Linked DNA regions of Sus scrofa: region 1 is linked to region 2. Evidence: chromatin contacts called from public Hi-C data. All regions are on one chromosome and are shown on one strand. The core of a region is the stretch at or near the end of the contact, and the rest is flanking DNA. Distances in the headings are between cores, read along the strand shown.

The links. Hi-C and Micro-C count contacts between places; a contact is called where the count stands out from the background.
Region 1: a Hi-C map of liver shows a contact between it and region 2, with 6 times the contacts expected there. The contact joins the promoter of BABAM1 here to the promoter of MVB12A in region 2. A contact is called at or near these places in 1 of 47 Hi-C or Micro-C datasets (liver) and 1 of 2 datasets of contacts at active chromatin or transcription factors (alveolar macrophages).

Annotation. Positions count from the first base shown.
Region 1 is chr2:60,404,366-60,411,070 of Sscrofa11.1, reverse strand. BABAM1 (BRISC and BRCA1-A complex member 1) reads left to right here and starts at 3,329. Exons shown (of 9, transcript XM_021083571.1): 1 at 3,329-3,578; 2 at 4,455-4,799. The coding sequence starts at 4,506.
Region 2 is chr2:60,274,584-60,280,837 of Sscrofa11.1, reverse strand. MVB12A (multivesicular body subunit 12A) reads left to right here and starts at 4,866. Exons shown (of 10, transcript XM_021083558.1): 1 at 4,866-5,219; 2 at 5,351-5,449; 3 at 5,582-5,678. The coding sequence starts at 5,422.

The DNA.
Region 1 (6,705 bases), core at 2,080-4,579, 130 kb before region 2:
GTCAAAATTTTTGTTCCACTTCAGTCACAGACCTGGGATTGGTAACCTTGAGCAAGTAATGATCCCCTCTGAGTCTCAATTTCCTTATCTTCCTACAGTGTCATAGGAGTTTTTGGTTTTTGTTTTTTTTCCCAATATCAACAACTTTTTCTTGGAGTTTAATTGATTTAAAATGTTATATTAGTTTCAAGTGTACAGCAAAGTGATTGTTATATATGTGTATATATACTATATATTCTTTTAAAGTTATTTTGAGGTTCTTTCCATTATACATTATTATAAGATATTGAATACAGTTCCCTATGCTATACAGTAGGTCCTTCTTGTTTATTTTATATACAGTAGTGTGTCTGTTAATTCCTCTCCCTACCTTTCCCCTTTGGTAACTGTAAGTTTGCTTTCTATGTCTGTGAGTCTATTTCTGTTTTGTAAATAAGTTCATTTGCATCTTTTTTTTTAGATTCCACATAAAATGATATCACATGATATTTGTCTTTTTCTGTCTGACTGACTTTTTTTTTTTTGGCTGTGCTTGTGGCATATAGAAGTTCCTGAGCCAGGGATTGAACTTGCATTATAGCAGCAACCCAAGCAGCTTGCAGTGACAATACCCAATCCTTAACCTGCTGTGCCACAAGAGACCACCTTGCTTTGTGTGTGTGTGTGTGTGTGTGTGTGTGTGTGTGTGTGTGTGTGTGTATTTCACTTAGTATGATCATCTCTGGGTCCATCCATGTTGCTGCAAATGACATTATTTCATTCTTTTATGGCTGAGTAGTATTCCATTGTGTGTGTGGGTGTGTGTATGTGTGTGTACTGGTATATATACATTTACCAGTGTTATGAGAGTTTTTTCCTTTTTCCCTTCTTTCTTTCTTTTTTTCTTTTTTGGCCGCCCTGCAGTATATGGAGTTCCTGAGCCAGGGATCATATCCGAGCCCCAGTTTCGACCTATACAGCAGCTGTGGCAACGCCAAATCCATTGTGCCAGCCATGGATCAAACCTGCCTCCTGGCACTGCAGAGATGTTGCTGATCCTGTTGCACTACAGAGAGAAGTCCTCACTTGAGTTTTGTTTGTTTGTTTGTTTGTTTGTCTTTTTGCCATTTCTTGGCCCGCTCCCACGGTATATGGAGGTTCCCAGGCTAGGAGTCCAATCGGAGCTGTAGCCACCGGCCTTTGCCAGAGCCACAGCAACTCAGGATGTGAGCCACTTCTGCGACCTACACCACAGCTCATGGCAATGCCAGATCCTTAACCCACTGAGCAAGGCCAGGGATCAAACCTGAAACCTCATGGTTCCTAGTCAGATTCGTTAAACACTGAGCCATGACGGGAACTGCCTCATGGGAGTTTTAACAAGCAATTTGCACATGGTCAGGCACCATCAGGGAAATGAATGGTTAGACATCCTCCTTGTTTCCTACTGACTCTTTATCCATCTCATCTCTGCTTCCTCTGCCAGCTGCTATTTCTCCTCTATAAATGTTGGATTCCTCAGAGCCCAGCTGGACCCTATATCCTGCTCATTTTTCCTGCATGTACCTCTAAAGGCCACCTCCTTGTCTCGTCTCCATCCACAATCACAGCCCAAGCCTCTCCTCCCCAATCTGGATGCCAGCCAGCTCCCTCCCTGGGCTTCCCGGCTACCCCTCCACTCCCTTCCCCACCCAGACTCCAGAGACAGAGATACCACTGTTCTCTTCCCCTGCTCATACACCCTCCACGGCTCCCCATTGCCCTTGGGAAACATTTCAAGCTCTTCAGCCTGGCATTCAAGGTCTTTAAAAACAATATGCTTTCTGCTAGCACCAGTATGTACTCCATGCTGCAGCCACAATGACCTCCTCTGTGAAGGAGGTCAATTCTCTCACACTCAATTCTCTCACACTCTGGAGACATTGGCCGTGCCATAACCGCTACCTGAATCACCCCTTCCTTCCTTCTGCCTTTGGTTTAAACTGTGCAGAGCCTAGGGCAGCATGAATGTTCTTGAATCTCCCACCGACAGACCCTAGGAGGCTGAGTCTTCCTGCTTCTGTGTCCCCAGAGACACAAGGAGAGAAGTTGAAATTCTCTGATATTAGGGGTGTGTACCCAGGGGCAATGAAATTCTCTCTCTAACCCTCTGCTCTGGCCATATTAACCTGTGAGAGGCTCCAGCCCTCCAAGGCTCCTCAAAGTCTCCAGACCTTTGCCCAGGCAGTTCTTTCTGCCGAGAATGACCTCCCTCTTCTTGTTTTTTTTTCCAACAAATTCTCCATTTTCAAAGCAGTGATAGCCCCTCTGGGCTACCACTGAACCAGAGCCTGGCTGATTTGGGTAGGCTTTTACAAATAAAGAAACTGAGGCTCAGCTTTAAAGTGGTTATGGTGGAGTTCCTGTGTGGCTCAGTGGTAACAAACCCCAGTGGTATTCAAGAGGGTGCGGGTTCGATTTCTGGACTAGCTCAGTGGTTAAGGATTTGGCATTGCGATGAGCTGTGGTGTAGGTTGCAGATGCGGCTCAGATGTCAAGTTGCTGTGGCTGTGGTTAGGCTGGCAGCTGCAGCTCGCATTAGACCCGCAGCCTGGGAACTTCCATATGCTGTAGGTGCTGCTCTAAAAAGCAAAATAAAATAAAATAGTTATGGGGCTGAAGAGTAAATTCCGCATGAAGAAGGAAGAGTAGTTTGAAATAGTTCTGGCTTAGTGTTGTTGGTTTTTTGTTTTTTGTTTTTGTTTTTGGTCTTTTTGCCATTTCTTGAGCCGTTCCCGCGGCATATGGAGGTTCCCAGGCTAGGGGTGGAATCGGAGCTGTAGCCTACGCCAGAGCCACAGCAACGCGGTATCCGAGCCGCGTCTGCAACCTACACCACAGCTCACGGCAACGCCGGATCGTTAACCCACTGACCAAGGGCAGGGATCGAACCTGCAACCTCATGGTTCCTAGTCAGATTCGTTAACCACTGTGCCACGAGGGGAACTCCTGGCTTAGTGTTTTTTAATTTCTGCAGATGTATGTAAAATAAGGAGAATTAAATAATTGGGCGGGGCCTTGGGATCTAGACCACGCCTACCTCCGCGGCAAAAAAAAAAAAATCCCTCACTGAGGTGCGGTCAACTTCATCAATCACCAACCAGCCCGCCCCTTCTGAACTCTGCCCAACTGTTCCACTCCATTTAATTACGCTGCCAGCTCGGACTCCTCCATTTTTCGAACCCAATCCCACTAAAAGTCCTACTCCCCTCTGCCTCGTTCCAGCCTATCAGGGTAGAAGCATTGACCAGCGCAGTGGGAATCAGTCAGAAACATGAAAAGTTCCTCCTCATCTCTCTTTAGCCAATCACTTTCCAGATCCCTCTCCACTCGGCTCCACTCCAGTTTATCGCAATCCAAACCCCACCGCCTAGCACAGTCCCAGCCTATCAGCATCCAAGACTCTCCGGCTTCATCCCATTCACATCTCCGCGCGGCTTGAGGCCTGATGAACTACATTTCCCAGGAGATGTGGCGGCCGCGCCATACCACTTCCGGCTGCTAAAGATGGCGGCTTCCTAGCGAGTCGACAGCCGGGTTGGAAGGAGGTTCAGGCTACGGTGAGAAGTTGGGTGGTGAATGCTTGTGGGATTCGTCTCCAGAGGCCTAACGTCCCTAGCCGCAAAAGTTTTAGCCCCTCGCCTGCCTTGAGGCTTCCGCCTTCCGTTCTGGTTTCTCCTGCAGTCTAGCCTTCATCCCTCTTGCTGCAGCTAAGCTTTGTTTTCCTTAGAGATTGTGGGGGCTGCAAGGCGCTCAGAGATCATCCCCAGCAGCCCGCACCCATTGCGCAGTTAGGCAGCCCGCTCCACTGGCCTCCTGTTTTTCCTCAGAGGAAATTGTAGCACACAGATCTGTTCCCCTCCCTAGGCAGCCAGCGCCCAGTAGGGAGAACCCTAGAAGTTATTATTCCTTTCTTCACCAGGACATTTTCAGTTTCAGGTAACAAAAAAACCAACTCAATCTGGCTTAAGCAAGAAAAAGAATTTAGTTATAGATGGATCTAGGTGCTCAGAAGTCTATTTGTTGTTTACTGGGTGAGCATCTCTTCAGGCTCTCTTTCCCATCTTAGAAGCTTCTACCAGCTCTCTACTTGTAACCTCCCATCTCTGCAACTCTGATGAGTTCCCCTTTTCTAACAGCACTTTTGCAAGTTTCAGAGCGACCCCTCACTGGCCTACATTGGGTCATATCCCCATCTCTGAGCCATTCACAGTGGTCAGGTGTGCTCACTGGACAAAATAGGGAGGGGTTGGGTTAGCCCTACAGGAAAAAATAGACTGTTACCTTGAGTCAGAGTGGATGCTGCACTAAGTGTAAAAGGTGTCCATCCCATAGATGGGGAAACTAAGACCCTGGGAGGAGTGACTCTTACTGTCAGTAGGCAACTCATGCCTTGTTCTCCTGCCCAGTAACTAAATGCTTTTAAAACCCTTCAGGGAAGAATCCTGGCTTCTCCCATCCCTACTCCATCTAGCCACTCAGGAGCCATGGAGGTGGTGGAGCCCAGCAGTCCCACTGAGGAGGAGGAGGAGGAGGAAGAGGAAGAGGAGCAGTCTGCTGAGCCCAGGCCCCGCACTCGCTCCAACCCTGAGGGGGCTGAGGACCGGGCACTGGGGGCCCAGGCCAGTGTGGGCAGCCGCAGTGAGGGTGAAGGTGAAGCAGCCAGTGCTGATGATGGGACCCTCAACCCCCCAGGAGCCGGCCCCAAGCCCTGGCAGGTGCCTCCACCAACCCCGGAGGTCCAGGTACGGACGCCAAGGGTCAACTGTCCAGAGAAAGTGGTAAGTGAGGGGCTTGGCTTGTGGCTTTGGGGTGTTAGGGAACCTTGAGTTAAATGTTGTCTTTCTGGATTCACTCTAGAACACAGTCCCTTTGTATTAGTCTCCTAAGTTTCCTACAACAAGTTATCACACTGGGGGAGCTTAAAGCAACAGAAATTTATTGTCTCACAGTTCTGGAGGCCAGAAGTCTGAAATCAAGGTGTCACATCCCCTCTGGAGGCTCTAGGGGAGGAGCCTTCCTTGCCTCTTCCAGCTGCTGGTGGCTCTAATTGTGCCTTGGCTTGTGGTTGCATCATTGCAATCTGTCTTCACACAGCCTTCCCGTCTGTGTCTCTGAGTCTTCTTTGTTATAAGGACATGTGTTGTTAGATCAGAATGATTTTTTTTTTTTTTTGGCCTCATCCATGGCATATGGGAGTTCCTGGGCCAGAGATTGATTCTGAGTGGCAGGTGTGACCTACACTGCAGCTGGGGCAACGCTGGATCCTTAAACCCACTGCGCCAGGCTGGGGATCTAACCAGTGCCTCCATAGCAACCTGAGCTGCTGCAGTTGGATTCTTAACCACTGCAGCACATGGAAGTTCCCAGGCTAGGGTCAAATTGGAGCTGCAACTGCTGGCCTATGCCACAACCATGGCAACACCAGATCTGAGCTGTGTCTGTGACCTGTGCCACAGCTTGTGGCAATGCCAGAGCCCCAACTCACCGAGCGAGGCCAGGGCTCAAACCTCCATCCTTCTGGACACCATGTCAGGTTCTTAACACCCTGAGAGGAGTTCCCGTCGTGGCACAGTGGTTAACGAATCCGACTAGGAACCATGAGGTTGCGGGTTCGGTCCCTGCCCTTGCTCAGTGGTTTAACGATCCGGCTTTGCCGTGAGCTGTGGTGTAGGTCGCAGACGCGGCTCGGATCCTGCGTTGCTGTGGCTCTGGCGTAGGCTGGTGGCTATGGCTCCGATTAGACCCCTAGCCTGGGAATCTCCACATGCTGTGGAAGCAGCCCAATAAATAGCAAAAAAATAATAATAATAAAATAAATAAATAAATTAATTAATTAATTAATTAACACCCTGAGCCACAATGGGAACTCCAGAATGATTAAAAAAATTTTTTTTTATTATACTTGATTTACAATGTTCTGTCAACTTCTGCTGTACAACAAAATGACCAGGTTATACATATATATACATATACATATATATGTGTGTGTGTATATTCTTTTTCTCACATTAACCTCCATCATGTTCCCTCACAAGTGATTAGATGTAGTTCCCTGTGCTACATAGCAGGATCTCATTGCTTATTCACTCCAAATGCAATAGTTTGCGTCTACTAGCCCCAAACTCCCAGTCCAGCCCACTCCCTCCCCCCCGCCCTTGGCGACCACAAGTCTGTTCTCTATGTCCATGAGTTTGTTTCTTTTCTGTAGGTAGGCTCATTCATGCCATATATTAGATTCCAGATGTAAGTGGTATAATGTGATATCTGTCTTTGTCTTTCTGACTTCACTTAGTATGAGCAGAATGATTTTTTTAAATCGAAGTGTAGTTGATGTACAGTATTGTGTTAGGTTCAGGTGTATAACAAAGTGATTCAGTCAGATTTTTTTTTCAGATTCTTTTCCATTACAGGTTATTGCAAGATATTGAGTATAGTTCCCTGTGCTGTACAGTAGGTCCTTATTGGTTATCGCTTTTACATACAGTAGTGTATATATGTTAACCCCAAAACTCCTAATTTATCCCTGCCCCCCAGACCAGAAAGATCATACTTCAAGATCTTTACCTGAATTGCATCGGCAAAGACCCTCATTCCAAATAAATTCATGTCCTGAGGTTCTAGGTGGACATATCTTTTGGAGGGACACAAATTACCCACTATTCCCTTGTTTCCGTGTTAAATGTT
Region 2 (6,254 bases), core at 3,617-6,116:
ACAACACTGAATCCTTAAGCCACTGCACCACAAGAGAACTCCAAAAAATTTATTTTATTGACATATAGTTGATTTACAACGTTGTGTTAATTTCTGCTGTACAACAGTGATTCAGTTATACACATATATATTCGTTATTTTATTTTTTATTATTCAATGAATTTATCACATCTGTAGTTGTATAATGATCACATATATATTCTTTTTCGTATTCTTTTCCATCATGGTTTATCATAGGTTATCGAATATAGCTTCTTGTGCTGTACAGTAGGACCTCTTTGTTTATCCATATTATATAGATATATAATAGTTCGCATCTGCTAATCCCCAACTCTCCTATCCCCTTCCTCTTGGCATCCACAAGTCTATTCTCTCCGTCTGTGACTCTGTTTCTGTTTCATAGATAAGTTCATTTGTGTCATATTTTATTTATTTATTTATTTATTTATTTATTTATTTATCTATCTATCTATCTTTTTAGGGCCACACCAGCAGCATATGGAAGTTCCCAGGCTAGGGGTCGAATCAGAGCTATAGCTGCTGGCCTATGCCACAACCATAGCAACACGAGATCTGAGCCGCCTCTTCGATCTACACTGCAGTTCATGCAACACCAGATCCTTAACCCAATGAGCGAGGCCGGGGAGCGAATCTGAGTCTTCGTGGATACTAGTCGGGTTCATTACCACTGAGCCAGGATGGGAACTCCATTTGTGTCTTATTTTAGTTTCCACATATAAGCGATATCATGTTGTATCTGTCTTTCTCTGTGTGACTACTTCACTTAGTATGATAATCTCTAGGTCCATCCATATTGCTGAAAATAACTTTTCATTCTTTTTTTATGGCTTAGTAGTATTCTATAGTGGGTAAATGTGTGTGTGTGTGCATATGCATATATACACATCTTCTTTATCCATTCATCTGTTAATGGCCATTTAGGTTGTTTCCATGTCTTGACTATTGCGCTGCTGTGAACATAGGGGTACATGTATCTTTTTTCTTTTCTTTTCTTTTCTTTTCTTTTTTTTTTTTTTTTTTGTCTTTTGTCTTTTTAGGGCCGTTCCCAGGTTAGGGGTCTAATCGGGGCTGTTCCTGCCAACCTATGCCAGAGGCACAGCAACAGCAGATCCAGTCTGAGTCTGCAAACTACACCACAGCTCACGGCAATGCCGGATCCTTAACCCACTGATAGAGGCCAGGGATCGAACCCGAAACCTCATGGTTCTTAGTCCGATTCATTTCTGCTGCGCCAAGATGGGAACTCCTTTTTTTTTTTTTTTTAAATGGCCGTACCTGTGTCATATCAAAGCTCATGGGCCAGGGGTCAAGTTGTAGCTGCAGCCACGACCATGGCAACACTGGAGCCAAGCCAAATCTGTGACCTATGCCACAGCTTACAGCAATGTCACTGAGCAAATCCAGGGATCAAGCCTACATCATCACAGAGACAACACTGGGTTCTCAACCACTAAAGCCACGACAGGGACTCCTATCTGATTGAATTATGAATTTGTCCGGATATAAGTCCAGGTATTGCGGGACTGTATGATAACTCTATTTTTAGTTTTTTAGGAAATTCCATACTGTTTTCCGTAGTGGCTGCATCAATTTACATTCCCATCAATAATGCAAGAGGGTTCCCTTTTCTCCACACTCTCGCCAGCATTTGTTATTGGTAGTTTTTTTTTGCCATATACCTGTGGCATATGGAAGTTCCTAGGCCAGGGATTGAGTTCAAGCTACAGCTGCAACCTATGCCACAGCTGCAGCAAAGCCAAATCCTTAAGCCACCATGCCACAGCAGGAACTCCCTATTTGTAGATTTTTAAATGATGGCCATTCTGACAGATGTGAGGTGGTACCTCCTTATGGTTTTGACTTGCATTTCTTTAATAATTAGTGATGTCGAGTATCTTTTATATGCCTGTTGGCCATTTGCATGACTTCCTTGGAGAAACTGGACAGGAGTATTCTTTTTATGTCAATCGATCAACACAGATGGCCCAGCAAACTGCTGATGAGACGTGTGTTAAAAATGCCACCATCAGGGAGTCCCCATCGTGGCTCAGCGGAAGAGAATCTGACTAGTGTCCATGAGGACACAGATTCAATCCCTGGCCTCACTCAGTGGGTTAAGGATCCGGCATAGCCATGAGCTGTTGCGTAGGTTGCAGACTCGGCTCAGATCCTGTATTGCTGTGACTGTGGCATAGGCCAGCGGCTGAAGATCCAATTGAACCCCTACCCTGGGAACCTCCATATGCTGCCAGTGGAGCCCTAAAAAGCCCCCCCCAAAAAAAATTAAATGCGACCATCAGAGCTGTGGGTAGCTATGCTTGATCTGGGATGGATTCAGGTGGCTTCCCCTAGGTTAGGGATATTTGACCACACAGGCACCCCTATGTTGGGAACAGAAAAAACACACTAAATAGAACCAACCCAATCTTACTAGGACTACGGGAAGGGTATTGTTAGAACAGTGCAGTAATTCTGTTTTGTTTTGTTTTGTTTTGTTTTGTTTCATTTTTTGTCTTTTTGCCTTTTCTAGGGCCGCTCCCGCAGCAAATGGAGGTTCCCAGGCTAGGGGTCCAATTGGAGCTGTAGCCAGAGCCACACCAACGTGGGATCCGAGCCAGGTCTGCAACCTACACCACAGCTCACGGCAATACCGGATTGTTAACCCACTGAGCAAGGGGAGGGATCAAACCCGCAACCTCATGGTTCCTAGTCGGATTCATTAACCACTGTGCCACGACGGGAACTCCTGTTTTGTTTTGTTTTGGCTGCCATGGAGTTCCCAGGCCAGGGATCAGATCTGAGCCGCGTCTGCAACTTACACCACAGCTGCAGTGACACCAGATTCTTAACCCACTGTGCTGGGCCAAGGATAGAACCTATGTCCCTGCACTGCAGATATGTGACTGAGCCCCACTGTGCTCCAGTCATTCTGTCATATTAAAGGATAGCAAATGGTTTGGTACTGACTGGTCACGCTGCCCATGTATTTCTTGAGTAACTCTAAATGGGACCCAATGGATATGTGGCAAAAATCTCAGGCCATGGCTTCCACTTTGATGGTCGGGCTGATGCACCCTGGGTGTGGGGAGAGTTGCCAACACCCTCTCCTCAAGGCTGGATGGGCATGTTCTGTTTTCCACTGCTATGATCATTCGGCCACTGTCTTGTCCCCTCTATTGGCCTGGAGGACATTATAGGACACATAGAAGCTCTTATTCAATTAACCCAGCAAGACTTAAATGAGAGCTGACAAAGTCTGCCCTTACTGAATACTGAAACGTCTGTAACGTGAAAAGATGTCCTCCAAAATAGGATGGCCTTGGACATGACTAATTATCCAAGTGGAATGGAAAGTTGTATGTTCATATCTGATCAGACTGGGGATGTAGCATCTTTTTTTTTTTGGCTGCTCCCATGGCATGTGGAACTTTTCGGGCCAGGGATTGAACCTGTGCCACAGCAGTGACAAAACTGGATCCTTAACCCACTGAACCACCAGGGAGCTCTCATGTAGCATCTTTTTTCTTTTTCTTTTCTTTTTTGGCCACCCCACAGCATATGGCATTCCTGGGGCCAGGGATCACATCCAAGCCACAGTTGTAACTTAAGTCGCAACTGGGGGAATGCTGGATCCTCAACCCGCTGGGCACAGGGCTCCAGAGATGCCCCTGATCTCTTTGCACCACAGCAGGAACTCCCCTATAATATCTTTATTAAAGCACATTCGGACACAAAGGAATGCCCTGATTGATTCCTAGCCTCAGGGACTCAATAAATCAGTGCTTCAGATCACAGGGCACTTGGTGCAAAAGTATTCTTATCTTCTTCTTCTTCTTTTTTTTTTTTTTTTTTGTCTTTTTGCCATTTCTTGGGCTGCTCCCACGGCATATGGAGGTTCCCAGGCTGGGGGTCGAATCGAAGCTGTAGCTGCTGGCCTATGCCAGAGCCACAGCAACATGGGATCCGAGCCGCATCTGCGACCTACACCACAGCTCACCGCAATGGTAGATCCTTAAAAAAAAAAAAATCCCCAGAAATAAAAACAGAATATTGGTAACAAAATAAAGTCTAACCCTAAAAGAAAAAAAAAAAAAAAAATGGAGTTCTCGTTGTGGCTCAGTGGTTAACGAATCCGACTAGGAACCATGAGGTTGTGGGTTTGATCCCTGGCCTCACTCAGTGGTTCCCCTTGTGGCTCAGCAGATACTCTGACTAGTATCCATGAGGACGCAGGTTCCATCCTTGGCCTCGCTCAGTGGGTTAAGGATACCGCCATTGCCGTGAGCTGTGGTATAGGCGACAGACCCGGCTTGGATATGTCGTGGCTGTAGCTGTGGTGTAGGCCAGCGGCTACAGCTCAGGTTTGACCCCTAGCCTGGGAACCTCCATATGCCTTGGGTGCGGCCCTAAAAGCACCACACACACAAAAAACCCCCACCATTCCTTGCTAACAGGTGGTACAAAAAACAGGCAGTGGGCTAACCTATGACATTGCAGAAAACTGGAAACTACACAGGAGTAAACCTTCTGTTCCCTAATTTTCCATATTTTACTTCTGAGGGGTGTAAAAGTTTGTCTCCATACTGAGCACTTTCTTGTCTCATTTTAAAAAATGTGTATGTGAACAAGTTCTCAAGTTACACCAAGATTTCAAGGCTCAAGTTGGTCGGTATTTTTATTTAAACTAACCGTTGCATAACTCATGAAAGTCTTCTTTGGGGTGACTTCTGGAATTGTGAGTTTTTCACAGCTCACTCTCAAATTCTGGGGAATACTGACGTCAACTTTGGAAGAGAGGTTGACACTGCAAAGGATTCTGGGGAACGTAGTTCCGGTTTGCTGCTAGCGAGACATTTCCGGCGGAAGTTGATGGGCGTGAGGGGGAAAAAAAAGGAGACAATTTTCCGCAAACGTCGCTCACTGGCACACCTGGGGGACGCACGCAGTTGGCCGACAGCTTTCCCGGAACGCGCAAACGACGCCTCCTGGACTCCCGACCTCGCAAGGCTATCTGGGAGTTGTAGTTCAGTTTCGTGGCCAAACTCCGCCGTCCGGCCGCGGCTGGGAGGTCCAAGGCGGTCCATCGCCTTTGGATCTTGGTTCGGAGGATGGATCCGGGGCCCGGGACCGACGCGGCCCCGTTGGCTGGCCTGGCCTGGTCGTCGGCCTCGGCGCCTCCGCCAAGGGGATTCAGTGCGGTAAGCGACGTCGGGGAACCGGGGAAGTGTAGGGAGAGGCGGTGGCACTAGGGGCGAGGGGTTGAATGGGGGCAGAGGTGGCTGCGGCCAGGTAAGAGCCTGGCTGGCGCTGACCCGCGTCCGTGCCATAGATCTCCTGCACCGTGGAGGGAGCTCCCGCCAGCTTCGGCAAGACCTTCGCGCAGAAATCCGGCTACTTCCTATGTCTCAATCCTTTGGGCAGCCTAGAGGTAAGGGGCGCCCACCTTCGGAATCCCTGGGGTCCTTCCACTCCCCCTGTCCATTCGCGGGGTGCTGCCCGAGGCGTGCCGGTCACTCTTGCTGTGTTCCCCACCGCGTCCCCCCACCCCATCCCATCCCAGAATCCACAGGAGAACGTGGTGGTCGATATCCAGATCCTGGTGGACAAGAGCCCTCTCCCGCCGGGATTCTCCCCTGTCTGCGACCCCGTAGACTCCAGTGAGTCCTGTCGAAGGCGGGGGTGGGGTGGGGCGGGGTTGGAGGTGAAGGGCACATTCGAGTCTCTGCGGGAAAGAGCGGGGAGGGAATGGAGAGACCATAGGCGCGTGAGTTTTGAGCCTTGGCCACCCCCTCGACAGCACTTGGTAATGACAGTGTTGGCTGAGGACTTAGAGTTCTGATCCTGTACGGGGAAAATGTGCCCCGCCCTGCGTAAAAATGTTCGATTGGAAGCCTCTGTTCTAGAGTAAGTGTTCGGTCATTGCGACCTGTTTTATTTAATGTTACTAATACACCTTCTTCTTAGGTTGTAGCCAGGCTGAATCTTGCGCAGTTCTGTTTTACATTTCCAGGTTCTTACACACAGGCTCCAGTTGCCCTGGTGCTTTCCTGACAATGCTGACCACTCTGTTTTCTAACCATCAGGCTCTCCCTGCCTCCTGTGCCTTTTCCATGTATTGTCTTTTATATTTGACTCTCAGCATATATATCTGTTGGTGCAGGACTTGGCAGACTTTGTCTGTAAAAGGGCAGAAAGTAGATATATTAAATTAGATGGTGTCTGTTGCATATATA